Regions from separate parts of the Rattus norvegicus genome. Here region 1 is linked to region 2. The links are chromatin contacts, called in public Hi-C maps. All regions are on one chromosome and are shown on one strand. The core of a region is the stretch at or near the end of the contact, and the rest is flanking DNA. Distances in the headings are between cores, read along the strand shown.

Region 1 (6,210 bases), core at 1,349-3,848, 270 kb before region 2:
GGATTCACCACAACCATTGCACTGGCTCTGGTATGCTTGCTCTCCCCAGCCCCCCACCCCCGTCCCCAATTTGAGACTTATTTAGATTTCATTTGCTCCTAAGCAACCCAGCATGTGTTGCTTAAGATCAATCCCAGCACTTGGGAGACAGATGATGTGGGTGGATCTCTGTGAGTTCAAGGTCAGCCTGGCTCATTTAGTGAACCCCAGGACAGCTACATAGTGAGAACCTGTCTCAAAACACAACAAAAATAAGTGATTGTGGCCTCTGTTCTCCACGTTACAGAGCATCGTGGTGATCCCGGCCCACTTTTCTCCATTTTGCTGTGGCTCTGCCACCCTTCCTTCCCTCGTTCCACTGGTCAGAATTCACATTCAGTCCTTCCTGGGCCTGAAATTTGGACTTCTCTTGGGAGGGTGGGGAAGAACTTGGTTGGACAGAAGTTTGCCTCTGGAAGGTTCCACCAGATGGTGACAGTGTTGGCCTTGGACAGAGAGGTGTTGCTTGGATCTCAACATCGGACTGAAGTTCTGCCTCCACCTATAAATGTTTTCACAGGCTTTGGGGGTGCAAACTGGAGGCTTCACAATCCTGCCTGCCCCAGGGCTTGCCTTGTTCCAGTTCCTAGCCAGGCAGGCCTTGATACTAGTCCATCTCCATCTGCTGCTATCATTCGCAGTCTCATGTCAGTGCGAAGTGATTGTTTGGATCTTTTCATCCGAATGATGGCCACATGCCCCACCCCCTGGCACAGTAACCTCATTGAGAGCAGGTAGGTTCTTTTGAGTTACTTCAGGGGACTCTTTTCTCATCTGTAAACTGGAACTTGGGGCAAGGGGTAGGGAAAGAATTAATTACCGCTGGCCTATGGTCTTTCATGCCTGTAATCTCAGCATCTAGGAGTTCAGGGTAATCCTTGCCTAAACATGGAGTTTGGGGTTAGCCTGTGCTATATGAGGCGCTGTTTCAAAACAAACAGAAAACAAAACCAAACCCCAAATCATAAACAAGAGAGGGAGGGAGGGTAGGGGATTACACACAGGGCCTTCAGTTTTCTCCTCTACAGAAAAGAAAAGCAAGCTTTCTGTTCTGAAACTTGGTAAACCATTAACTTTGAGGTTGAAAGGACCTTAGCAGGCGCTTAACCGCTGGTTTATGAAACGACTTTTGTGTTGCTTTTAAGCCAGGTTTAGGGTGAAAGGAGAATGGGAAGGGCAAGGCAGTGTCTACTGTGTAGCCCAGGCGACACTTAACTCGTGACTCTCCTCCCGCCTCAGCCTCCGGGCCAGCCGATCGCCGAGGCCTCTAGATCATTGGCTGCTTTCCTAACTATCCGTTTGCGCTCACTCCGCCCCTAAAACTGGAGGTTCTGAGCTCTGGAAATGCCGTAAGGGTTTTCTCCGGGAAAAATTATGGTTGGCCCCTTGGAATCCACGTGCTGGCCGGGCTGGCTGGGCGGCTCCAGCACCGTTCGCAACCAGTCCGGGCCTGGGGGGGCGGAGAAGGTAGTGACGTCAAAGCCGCGGCCCATTCTTCTTAAAGGTGCAGGCTCCCACCTCGTGCTCCGGTTCCTGTTAGACTAAAATTCGCGCTAGTGTGGAAGTCTTAAAGGCGAGGCGGGTGGTGGGGTACTGGGTACTGAGCTGGTGCGGAAACAGCTCTGCGTGCAAGCCCACTCATAATCTGAGAAGGCAGTGACAAAAGTTTTAACTTGAGTCCTCTCCATTTTCTGTAAAATGGGGGCACCTTCGTCAGTAATAACCTAGGAAAAGTTTTGGTAGAGGCCATCCTGGCCTACATTGGAGGCTCTGTGCCAGTCAAGATACATAGATTGTCTCAAAAAAAAAAAAAAAGAAAAGAAAAGAAAAGAAAAGACAACTCTTAAGTTTTGAAAGTGTTAACACTCTTTAAGATCTGTCGCGAAACACGGGTTTTCTTCCCTGCTCTACGCTCTGCGTGTCCCCGGAGTCCTCAGCCCAAAGAAGTCCTGTAAATTGATTGGCCCAGGGCCCCACCATGCCTGGCCCAGGTTACAGGTCGGCTAACAGGGTTGCCCTGCAGTTCCTAAAGCCTTCCAGGGTTGCAACCCCGTTTCATCATCCGTAAATGAAGAGGATGGTAATTCCTGCCAACACGCTCGCTATAAATTGTAAACTCCCGCCACGGAGCTAAGTGGGCAGAAGTTTGCCATTGCTGTCCGACACTCTGATGACCTTGAAGAACCGACCCTCGCGGCAGCTGCCTTCTATAGGACGCGGAGCAGCAATACCCACGCGGTCTGGAAAGTTCCAGCGATCGCAAGTCTGGACTCTCCGGGCAGCGCTCCTCCGGGGCGCGGGCAGAGGAGAGCTACTGTGGCCAGGTGCAAGCGCCGTCCAGGCGGCGACCTTGACCTGAGAGCCGCAAGGAGCGCGGGGCCGCGGGGACCCGCCCACGGGGCCGCGGCGTAAGGGCGGGACTCCAGTGGGAGGGGGAGGGCCGCGAGTGGGCGGACCTCGTTGCACTCCGTGCGCGCGGCCGGTCGGCCACGGGGCGGGGCTTAGCTTGCTGGGGGCGGAGTCGGCCCCACCGCTCTCCCAGGCGGCCGCTGTGCGAAGCGGGCACGCGCGGACCCTGCACCGGCCGCGGAGCCGCTATGGGCCCGCCAGGCCCCTGGCGTGGCGCGGCGCAAGGACCGGCTCAGAGCCAGGTGGGCGGGCCAGGAATGAAGCGGGTTCTCTGAGGGTCCCCGGCTGGGAGGCGAATCGAGGCTATGGGAAGGGGTGGGCCTCGCCGTGAACCTTTTTGCTGGGCCTGGGCATGGAGTGCAGCCGAGTCTCGGTGAAAGGGTTTGTTACCGGGTCTCTGCTTCCGTCTCCACGGCTTGTATTTAAGAGAGAGAGGAGGCAGAGAGAGAATGTCCTCTCATTCAGGCCTTACGGCCTGTCCCGTCTGGCCACGGGCTGGCGGTGTGGGGGGAGGGCCAGCAATCTTGGGAAGGAAGATGGACCTGCCTCTCTGTCAGCAGATTTGTTTACAAGTTTCTCTCGATGCCGGACTCGACCTCTCCTCGCCCAGGGCGTTCATGTGCCCGCCCAGATGTTGGGTGGAAGGGCTCAGGCGTTTTGATCTTTTGGCCTCTGAGATCCGGAGGAGCATAATAACCATGTGGCTGAGGAAATGGCCATCACTACCATTGGCCAACGGCTATTCTAGCTTCTTTCTAAACGAATGACGTAACCACGAAGGTCATAGCAACCCTTGAGCCTTAGTTTCCCCCTCGGCAAAGTGAGCACGTTTCTAGATTTCAAAGATTATAGAGGCAAACTCTGGATGAGTGTGCCGTTGTTGAAGTCCCAGAGCATTTTACTTCATGCTTGCTCCCCCATTCCCAAGCCTTTCTTGTCATGGGCTTAAGCTCCATTTAACTGTGGTGTGTGTTTTCAGAATTGAAACTCAAAGATGGATGATCAGGATCCTGGGGGCATTAGCCCCCTTCAGCAGATGGTGGCCTCAGGAGCTGGGGCTGTGGTCACCTCCCTCTTCAGTAAGACCTGGGGAGATTGGGGTGTGGGTAGCTGGGAATTAATGTGGGCTGAGGTTGGAGGCAGTTTGGTTTTAATGAAGAAGAGGGTGAAGGAACCTTCAAACTTACCTCCTTCCCCAGTGACACCCCTGGATGTGGTGAAGGTCCGCCTTCAGTCTCAGAGACCCACGGTAGCCAGCGGTAAGTACCAGAACTTAGAACCAGACCGAGGGGAGCTGCCTGACAAAATAATGATTTCCCAGAAATGGGGTTCCAGTGGGGGAGGCAGCATTCCTGACCACCAGGGCTGACTTGTGTTTCAGAATTGACAACTCCCTCCAGATTCTGGAGTCTTTCCTACACCAAATGTGAGTTCCCTGAGCCCCAGGTCCCTGGGAGGGCCCAAGGAAGAAGTGTTGAGTGTCCCTAGAATACCTGGGGTCCCCACGATCATGGACTAGTGCATACTTTGAGATGACATGAGCCAGCCTTCTGTCCCACACAGGAATATCTGCATAGCGGCCCAGCCCTGTCACCCTGCAAGGCTCCAGGCCCTCTCCTCCTAATGTCTGTTCTCTTTCCAGCACCCTCCACTCTACAGTCCCCAGGGAAGTGCCTCCTGTACTGCAATGGTGTCCTGGAGCCCCTGTACCTGTGCCCAAATGGTACTCGCTGCGCCACCTGGTTTCAGGATCCTACACGGTTCACTGGCACCTTGGTAAGCTCTGTACCAAGGACACACATCCGTGTTTCCCTGAGGGACTCGATTTGGCTAGGCTGTAGGTGTGGGCAGTGTAAAGCCAATGGGGTGGCTATTCAGTGTAGGAAGGGCTTGCCTGGGAGGCCATTCCTTCAGAATGCTTTTTGGTCCTGATGTTGAGAACCAAAACCAGGACATAATACCTGAGTGCATATTAGGGGTGTTTTACTGCTGAATTGCACCCTAGCCCTCCCTAAGGTTTGATTTTTTTTTTTTTTTTTTGCTTTTTGTGGTTTTGGGTTTTGTTTGTGTGTATGTGTGTGTGGGTGGTGGTGGTGGCAGCCAGAGGTGGCAGGAGACAGGGTTCCTCTATATAATAGACCACACTGGCCTCAAACTCCCAGAGATCCAACTGCCTTCTCCTCTCGAGTGCTGGGACTAAAGATGTGCAGCACCACCGTCCAGCTACCTCCTCAAGGTTTAGGGTGTGACTAGGAGTCCACCTAGAACCAAATGGGGGGCCATGTGTGTAGAGCTAACTGGCTCTTCTCAGGACTCAGAACTATGGGCAAAAGCTGAGCCTAGTCCATTGCAGACTTGTTCATGTCTGTCTTCTTTCCCCTGGGCTGCTGCTGGCTTGGTCAGGATGCCTTTGTGAAGATTGTGAGGCATGAGGGCACCAGGACCCTGTGGAGCGGCCTCCCAGCCACCCTGTGAGTACCCTAGTCATGGGGCGTTGCCTTCCCTTGACTCCGCTGGCAGGGTGGGGAATGGGGTGCTTGAAAGGTTTGGGAGCCTTTAAGTGATTTTCCTGGCCTCTTCATTCTCCCAGGGTGATGACTGTACCAGCCACTGCCATCTACTTCACTGCTTATGACCAACTCAAGGCCTTCCTATGTGGTCAGTCCTTGACCTCTGACCTCTACGCACCAATGGTGGCTGGTGCCCTCGCCCGAAGTGAGCACAGCTCTGGCCCTTGACCTTCCTCTGTCCCTCCTGGGTCCCAGTCCCAGACTCTGCTAGCCTGGGGGGTGGGGGAGTATATTAAACCCTCAGACCAGGGTTGGGGATTTAGCTCAGTGGTAGAGTGCTTGCCTAGAAAGTGCAAGGCTCTGGGTTCGGTCCCCAGCTCCGGAAAAAAGAAAAAAGAAAAAAGAAAAAAAAAAAATCCTCAGACCGTGGGGCAAGAGCTGGGTTTTAATGCCTGGCATCTGTGGCCTGACCTCTTTACACTGTCTTACCAACCCTCTCCTCCCTAGTGGGCACTGTGACAGTGGTCAGCCCCTTGGAGCTTGTGCGGACCAAGCTGCAGGCACAGCATGTGTCATACCGCGAACTGGCTGCCTGTGTTCAAGCTGCAGTGGCTCAGGGTGGCTGGCGCTCACTGTGGCTGGGCTGGGGTCCCACAGCTCTTCGAGATGTACCCTTCTCAGGTAGGCACTCAGGGTCAGGGCCTGGGTTAAAGAGCTCTTGGTAATGTTTAACCAAGTCCCTCTGTTACTAAAATGGCTGTGAAGTCATCACTTCCCTGAGCCTTGGGTCCCTCATTATATAAGGACGGATCTAGCAGGAAGCTAGGGTTTTGCCTAGGTTTTCCTGAACTAAGTCCTGAGGGCCTGATTCAGAGCAGGCAAGCCTGCACTTGGGATGGTGTAGCTGTGGGTGGGAGATGAGAAGTCTGGAGCCCACTTCCCTGGTTCCCGGGTTTAATTAGTGTGTCTGTTTCCCAAGCTCTATACTGGTTCAACTATGAGCTGGTGAAGAGCCAGCTGAATGGGCCAAGACAGAAAGAGCAGACATCTGTTGGCATCAGCTTTGTGGCTGGTGGCATCTCAGGAATGGTGAGTTGACTGCATTGGGGGTAAGGCCACCACAGGTGTCCTACAGGAGTGCCCGAAGGTCTCCACATAGCAGGGCCTTCCAGGGAGCCTGCTTGCTTTCCTCAGCTGCCCTTGAGATGCCTTAGTCCCTCTCAGGGCCTAGGAATGGAGCTGAGCCTTCTCC
Region 2 (5,643 bases), core at 1,482-3,981:
GCAGGTCCCTCCGAAGGCATTCCCACAGCATCTGTCCGGAACCTTGGCCCTGGCGGCTGGAGCTCACTACAAATTTGTCCAGATACGGGGTGCCCCCTAGTACAGGCTCCACTGTCAGAATGGCTGCCGCGTTGTACCTGACGCAGCGGGAGAGAGGCAGATTAAAACCTCTCCTTGGCCTAAAGTTGCCCGCCCCCCAACCTCTACGGTCCGCTCAGGACCCTCTGGGGCCCCGGAGGCTCACCCCTCAGAGACATAGATCGAGTGTAACCGTGGGCGCAGTGACTCCAGATAGTCTTCTCGGAGTTTCTTGCCGAAGCTAGCGTTGACTAGGTTCACTAGGCGGCCCTGGTCCAGGCTGTCCAGGCTGCGCACACGCAGCATCCGCTCAGCATTTTTAAACAGGGTGCCACAGCCTGGGGAGATTAGAGAGAACGCTTAGATTGGGCCAGAGTCAGGTCCACCGCTAGGTGTGCTTTCTGCCATCTCCCTAGTTCTCAAGTTCCTTACTCGAGTCCCCGCTGTCTGAGTTCTCTTGCCTGCCTCAGGTATCGACAGCATCGGGAAGCCATTGGTGGGGCCTCTCTCTACAGCTTTCAGCCGAGGTGGGGGCGGGAGTGGGGTGGGCGGGGCACTCCTGCTGGCCCTCAGCCAAGTCTTGCCGTCGCTCACCCTTGGGACTCAGCCCAGCCCACCTTCTCACAGATCTCACCCTTGTTACTGAAGAGTTCGGTGAGCAGCGTGCTAGCGGCTGTGATGACTGCGGAGGAGTAGTGCGGCAGGCGGCTGAGCACGTCCACGATGAGCCGAATCTGCTGCCGCTCTTTGGTGCTCAGCCACTCAGCGTTGGTAACAAGGTCAAGGTCGGCGGGCAGGTTCACATTGCTCAGGATCTAAGTCCCAGGAAGAAGATGAGCCTCCAGCAGATACACACCCATACGGAACTGGGCCCAGTCCTATGGACCTCTCTGTGACCACTTAACTTCTATCTCCTCTGCTGGGCGCCGAGGAACAACCCCCCTCTATGATCTTCTGTTAGCTCTTCCTACTCTATTGGCTTGAGAGTAACTGTAGCCTGCTGTGGAGTCATGCAGGGGGACACAGGGCAGGGGGACTCGGTCTTGCCTAGTGTCATAAGGCGACACAGGAGAGGGGCACACCTTCTGACTGGTATCCCGCAGGCCGCCTGAATTATTGAGGAAGATGATTTTGGTGGGCTGCAGAGCCTTGGCCAGAGACGCAGTCACCTCCAGCGAGTCTAGAAGCACCGAACGGCGCGCAGCCGTTTCCCCAATGGGACACAGGATTGGAATGCTGTTGGACTCCAGGCACCACTGCAACAGGTCTGTCTCCACCGCGACGATGCCACCGTAGCTGTGGGCCAGATGTGGTGCTCGAGTGGGCCCAGGGCAGGGCCAGCATAGTGGTCTGCTCTGAGGATGCCAGGGTGGGCTGGGCTGACACTAACCTGGCATGGGGAGCTGGTTCCGCAGCACTCAGCACTGATCCGCCGCCAAAAAAGGGCACAGCAGTAGCCGCGTTGTGCCGTAGTTCATTCACCAGCACCTTGCAGCTCTGAGCAAGCTGTGCCTTAGCTTCCCAGAAGGAGAGACAGCCGGAAGGGGCCGTCGGGGCCGGCAGCCCCAGGACCACCAGCGGCTTCATGTCCATGCGTTGCAGAAAGGCTAGGGCGAAAGCCAGGCGGGATACCGCCTGCGGGCACCCGAACACCTCCTCATCTACCTGTACAAGAGTGGACGTTCTGGGTCACGACACTGGCTCTAAGCCGCATGTTCCTACTCGGGCCTTAGGACTCTCAGTGACCACCTTTTACTCAGGGGCCATTGGGCCCCACTTTTGGCCAACTGCTCCGCCCTTTGCCCGTTGGGTCTTAGCCACCCCCTTATCTAGCACTAATGTTCCTCCCTCGGCTCCTCCCAGCGGCCTTGGACTCTGGGACACCTTGGGGGGAGGGGTAGTGCGACAGTTCAGCCGACTGAACCCCTAACTGCGTTCACGGTGAGAGGCCTTTCTCAGACATCACTTCTGCAGTACTGAGCTTCCCAGCTTTCTCGTTAGCGCCAGGCGCGCTTTTCGTAGCCTCAAGGCTTCCTCCATCCATCCCCAGCACTAACGCAGCACCCCTGCGCTCCAGGTTCGCAGGCACCCTACGAACGTGCAGAGACCTACGACGTGTTATTGAGCAGCTACCGTCTCCTTGCAGTGACACGACGACACCCGGATAGACTTACCTCCACGACGGCGAAGGGCTTGTCCACCGAATGATAGCAGGTCTGGAATTGTGTGAGCCAGTGCCGTGCCTCCCCCGGGCTGGCACCACACTGATTCAGGAAGGCCTGGATGTCCCGCTGCACCAGTGATTTGCCGGCAGGAGGCGCAGGAGATTCGAGGGGGGTTGGAAGAGGTGTCCACGGCGGCTCCTCGACGGCAGGAGACTGGACACGACCCTTAGTGCCCTCGTTGTCCTCTACGTGAGCCCTGGCAGTGCTGAGCCGGCGTCCCGGGCTGGCGCTCCTCGCCCCGCGCCGCCTCGCGCTGCCACTCAGTCTCCGTGAGCCCCCAGGTCCACCCGGGCTGCGCAGCCTTCTGGCCGCCGCAGCAGATCGCAGGGCTGTGGCCACCCACGCCGTCGCCATGACGACAACTAAACCCACTGGTCTCCCCCACCCACAGGTGACGGTCGGTCTGGAGCGCACAACACTAGGGGTTCTTAACTTGCCGTTGAGCTGGGCTGGATCAGACTCGGGGCGGGGCGGGATAGGAGGCCCGGAGTGGCTTCTGGGTGCGTTTGGGGTGTGGCAAGTCATAGACCAGAGGGTGGCGCCTCTAGACTTCTCTGTCCCTTGTGTGTGGGGGTACTGGAGCCATTAGCGAGGGTCACGAAGGTCAGATTTAGAGTGGTGGAGCTCTTTAATCTGCTACCAAAATGCTGGTTCTAGAAAGCGCTCAGACATCCCAGATGTTTGTGCGAATTTGCCAGGGTCATGCAAGTGACTTGAGTTGGAAAGAGTCCGGGAAGGTTGAACACGGGGTGTGGTCCTCACTGCAGCATATGGATGCAAACGAAGTCCTGTTGTCAAGCAGGACCTGGTGTGACATACTTGTACTCTCAGCTCCTGGGAGGTTGGGGCAGGAGGATTGCCGGGAGTTCCAGGAGAACATAGGCTACATAGCGGTGGGGCTGGAGAGGGGCTTGCCTCAAAATATAAAACCTGGTACTCCTGGGGCTGGGGATTTAGCTCAGTGGTAGAGCGCTTGCCTAGGAAGCGCAAGGCCCTGGGTTCGGTCCCCAGCTCCGAAAAAAAAAAAAAAAACAAAAAAAAAAAAAAAAAAAAAAAAAACCTGGTACTCCTAAGGCAGAGGCAGTATTCACGAGTTCAGGGCCAGTCTGGTCTACATTGAGAGTTCCAGGACAGCTAGGGGGTCTACATGTTATAGAGAGACACGATCCTGCTCAAAAAACCCCGAAACACAGCAACAACAGACCTAAAATAAACAAAAACACAAAACAAAACAAAATGAACCAGGCGTGATAGCCACATACTTGTAACCCCACGTTCTTGAAGAGGATTCGGGAGGATCAGAATCAAGGTCACCCTTGCCTTTATAAGCAATTCAAGGCTAGCCTAGGCTAAGGAAACCCTGCTTTTGTTTATTTATTCATTTATTTTTCTTTTAAGGAACAGGGTTTCTCTGTGCAACCCTGGCTGTCCTGGAACTCACTCTGTAGACCAGGCTGGCCACCGACTCAGAGACCTGCCTGCCTTTGCCTCCAAGTGCTGGGATTGAAGGCCTATGCCACTACCTCCCAGCCTAAACCCTGTTTGTTTGTTTTTTGTTGTTGTTGTTTTGTTTGTTTGTTTTTTGTTTTTTCCCGGAGCTGGGGACCGAACCCAGGGCCTTGCACTTGCTAGGCAAGCGCTCTACCATTGAGCTAAATCCCCAACCCCCTAAACCCTGTTTTTCAAAAAAGAAAATCTTGTCTGAATTCAGGTTTACCAGGGTTTGTCAACCGCAGCCGCTGAAGCCACCCTGAGGAACACTGTCACAGCCTCAAATACTCCTCTGTCCTTATTAACGCTCTAGGCTGTTTAAAGCTACAATCTATCCCTACGAGGCTTGTGACTTGAAGGCTTCTGTTACTTGCCAGAGACAGAAAAAAAAAATGAGTAAGAATAAGACAGGAGCTGGAGAGATGGCTCAGCGGTTAAGAGCACTGACTGCTCTTCCAGAGGTCCTGAGTTCAAATCCCAGCAACCACATGGTGGCTCACAGCCATCTGTAATGGGATCCGATGCCTTCTTCTGGTGTATCTGAAGACAGCGACAGCGTACTTATATATAATAAATAAATAAATCTTTAAAAAAAAAGAATAAGACAAGAACAAAACAAACCTATTGCATTCCTGGAGGACCATGGTCTGCTGGCTTGAAAACTTGGAAAGTTAGTTTGTGACCGGTGCTAACAGTCCTTTAGCACCAGGTGACATCTTCCTAGGCAGAATGTCCTGCGCACATTGTGAAACCCCTTTCCGTCATCCTCAGGATGACCCCAGGGGAGGTGTTATATCACCCCATTTACAGACCAGGGGACCTTGGGACCCAGAACTAGTTAAGAGCCAAGGATCCTTAGTTCATCAGCAGGGACACGCAGGCCAGCAGTGTGCCTGTGAAAGTTCCCCCGTATGCTTCCAGTTAATCCTGTCATGCCCTGGGTACACTCCATCCAGTCTAGTCCCCTGTTGTTATGGAGGAGAAAACGGGGCTCTCTCGTTGTAAAGGGAAGGTGACTTAGTCAAGGTCACACAGCTCAGACACTGGCCATCATATCATCCCTAATGTTTTCATTGTCTTGACATTCGAGTGCCTGTTTTGAAAAGGTATTTCGCTCTTGAATACCAGGCTGGTTGGCTTGGAACTCGCCTCGGCATCTTGAGTTCTGGGAGTACAGGCATGTGTCACCACACTCCCCCACCCCACCCCAGGCCAGGCTTCCCAAGGTTCCACCTAAAAGAGGCCCAATGGCCAACTGAGTATTCTGGACTATTTCCAGCATGCTGGACTTGGGGGTGCATTTTTGTGGTGTATGTGAGAGATTCTGGGTTCTACCCATGAAAAAAAAAATTCCGGAGGCTGTTGGGTAAGTGTGCTGACCCTTTCCTGGAAACTGTCCCTTCAACACACCCACACATACTGGCCCAGGAGTCTCGAGTGGGAGGAGAGCTTGACCTTTGGGTCTTCCTCGTTGGTGTTTCTCCAACTTAGAAAACTAGACAGGCGGTGCTGTAAGGCTGGGAAGTGGCTGTGTGTGGCATGGGCACGTACACACACACACACACACACACACACACACACACACACACACACACACACAAAGGCATGAATGCACACATTCATGAATTCATGATGTGGACCCTCCAGAGCCATTTTTCTCTTCTCCCTGTACCACCAGACCACTGTGCCCCTGCCAGCCTGGCTCCTGCCACCACATATACTTCTTGAAGTCCCCAAAGGAGGTGGGCCTATCCCTTGAGCTGTAACTCTCATCCTAAAACTCCTCCCTGACTTGAGGGTCCCCAACCTTCAATGAGCTTCCCCTCCCTATTGACTTTCTGCATCTGAG

Evidence for each region. A called contact is a pair of places that touch in the nucleus more often than the background predicts.
Region 1: a Hi-C map of liver shows a contact between it and region 2, with 3 times the contacts expected there. The contact joins the promoter of Slc25a39 here to the promoter of Nags in region 2. A contact is called at or near these places in 3 of 12 Hi-C or Micro-C datasets (liver and mammary epithelial cells).

The regions. Positions count from the first base shown.
Region 1 is chr10:87,863,361-87,869,570 of GRCr8, reverse strand. It overlaps Slc25a39 (solute carrier family 25, member 39), which reads left to right and starts at 2,598. Exons shown (of 12, transcript NM_001024792.1): 1 at 2,598-2,690; 2 at 3,428-3,527; 3 at 3,648-3,707; 4 at 3,830-3,874; 5 at 4,091-4,224; 6 at 4,852-4,919; 7 at 5,039-5,163; 8 at 5,466-5,639; 9 at 5,938-6,047. The coding sequence starts at 3,443.
Region 2 is chr10:87,595,604-87,601,246 of GRCr8, reverse strand. It overlaps Nags (N-acetylglutamate synthase), which reads right to left and starts at 2,731. Exons shown (of 7, transcript NM_001107053.1): 1 at 2,253-2,731; 2 at 1,469-1,743; 3 at 1,161-1,374; 4 at 713-893; 5 at 245-416; 6 at 1-137. The coding sequence starts at 2,657. It overlaps LOC134480880 (a long non-coding RNA gene), which reads left to right and starts at 1,207. Exons shown (of 2, transcript XR_010055815.1): 1 at 1,207-1,343; 2 at 2,156-5,394.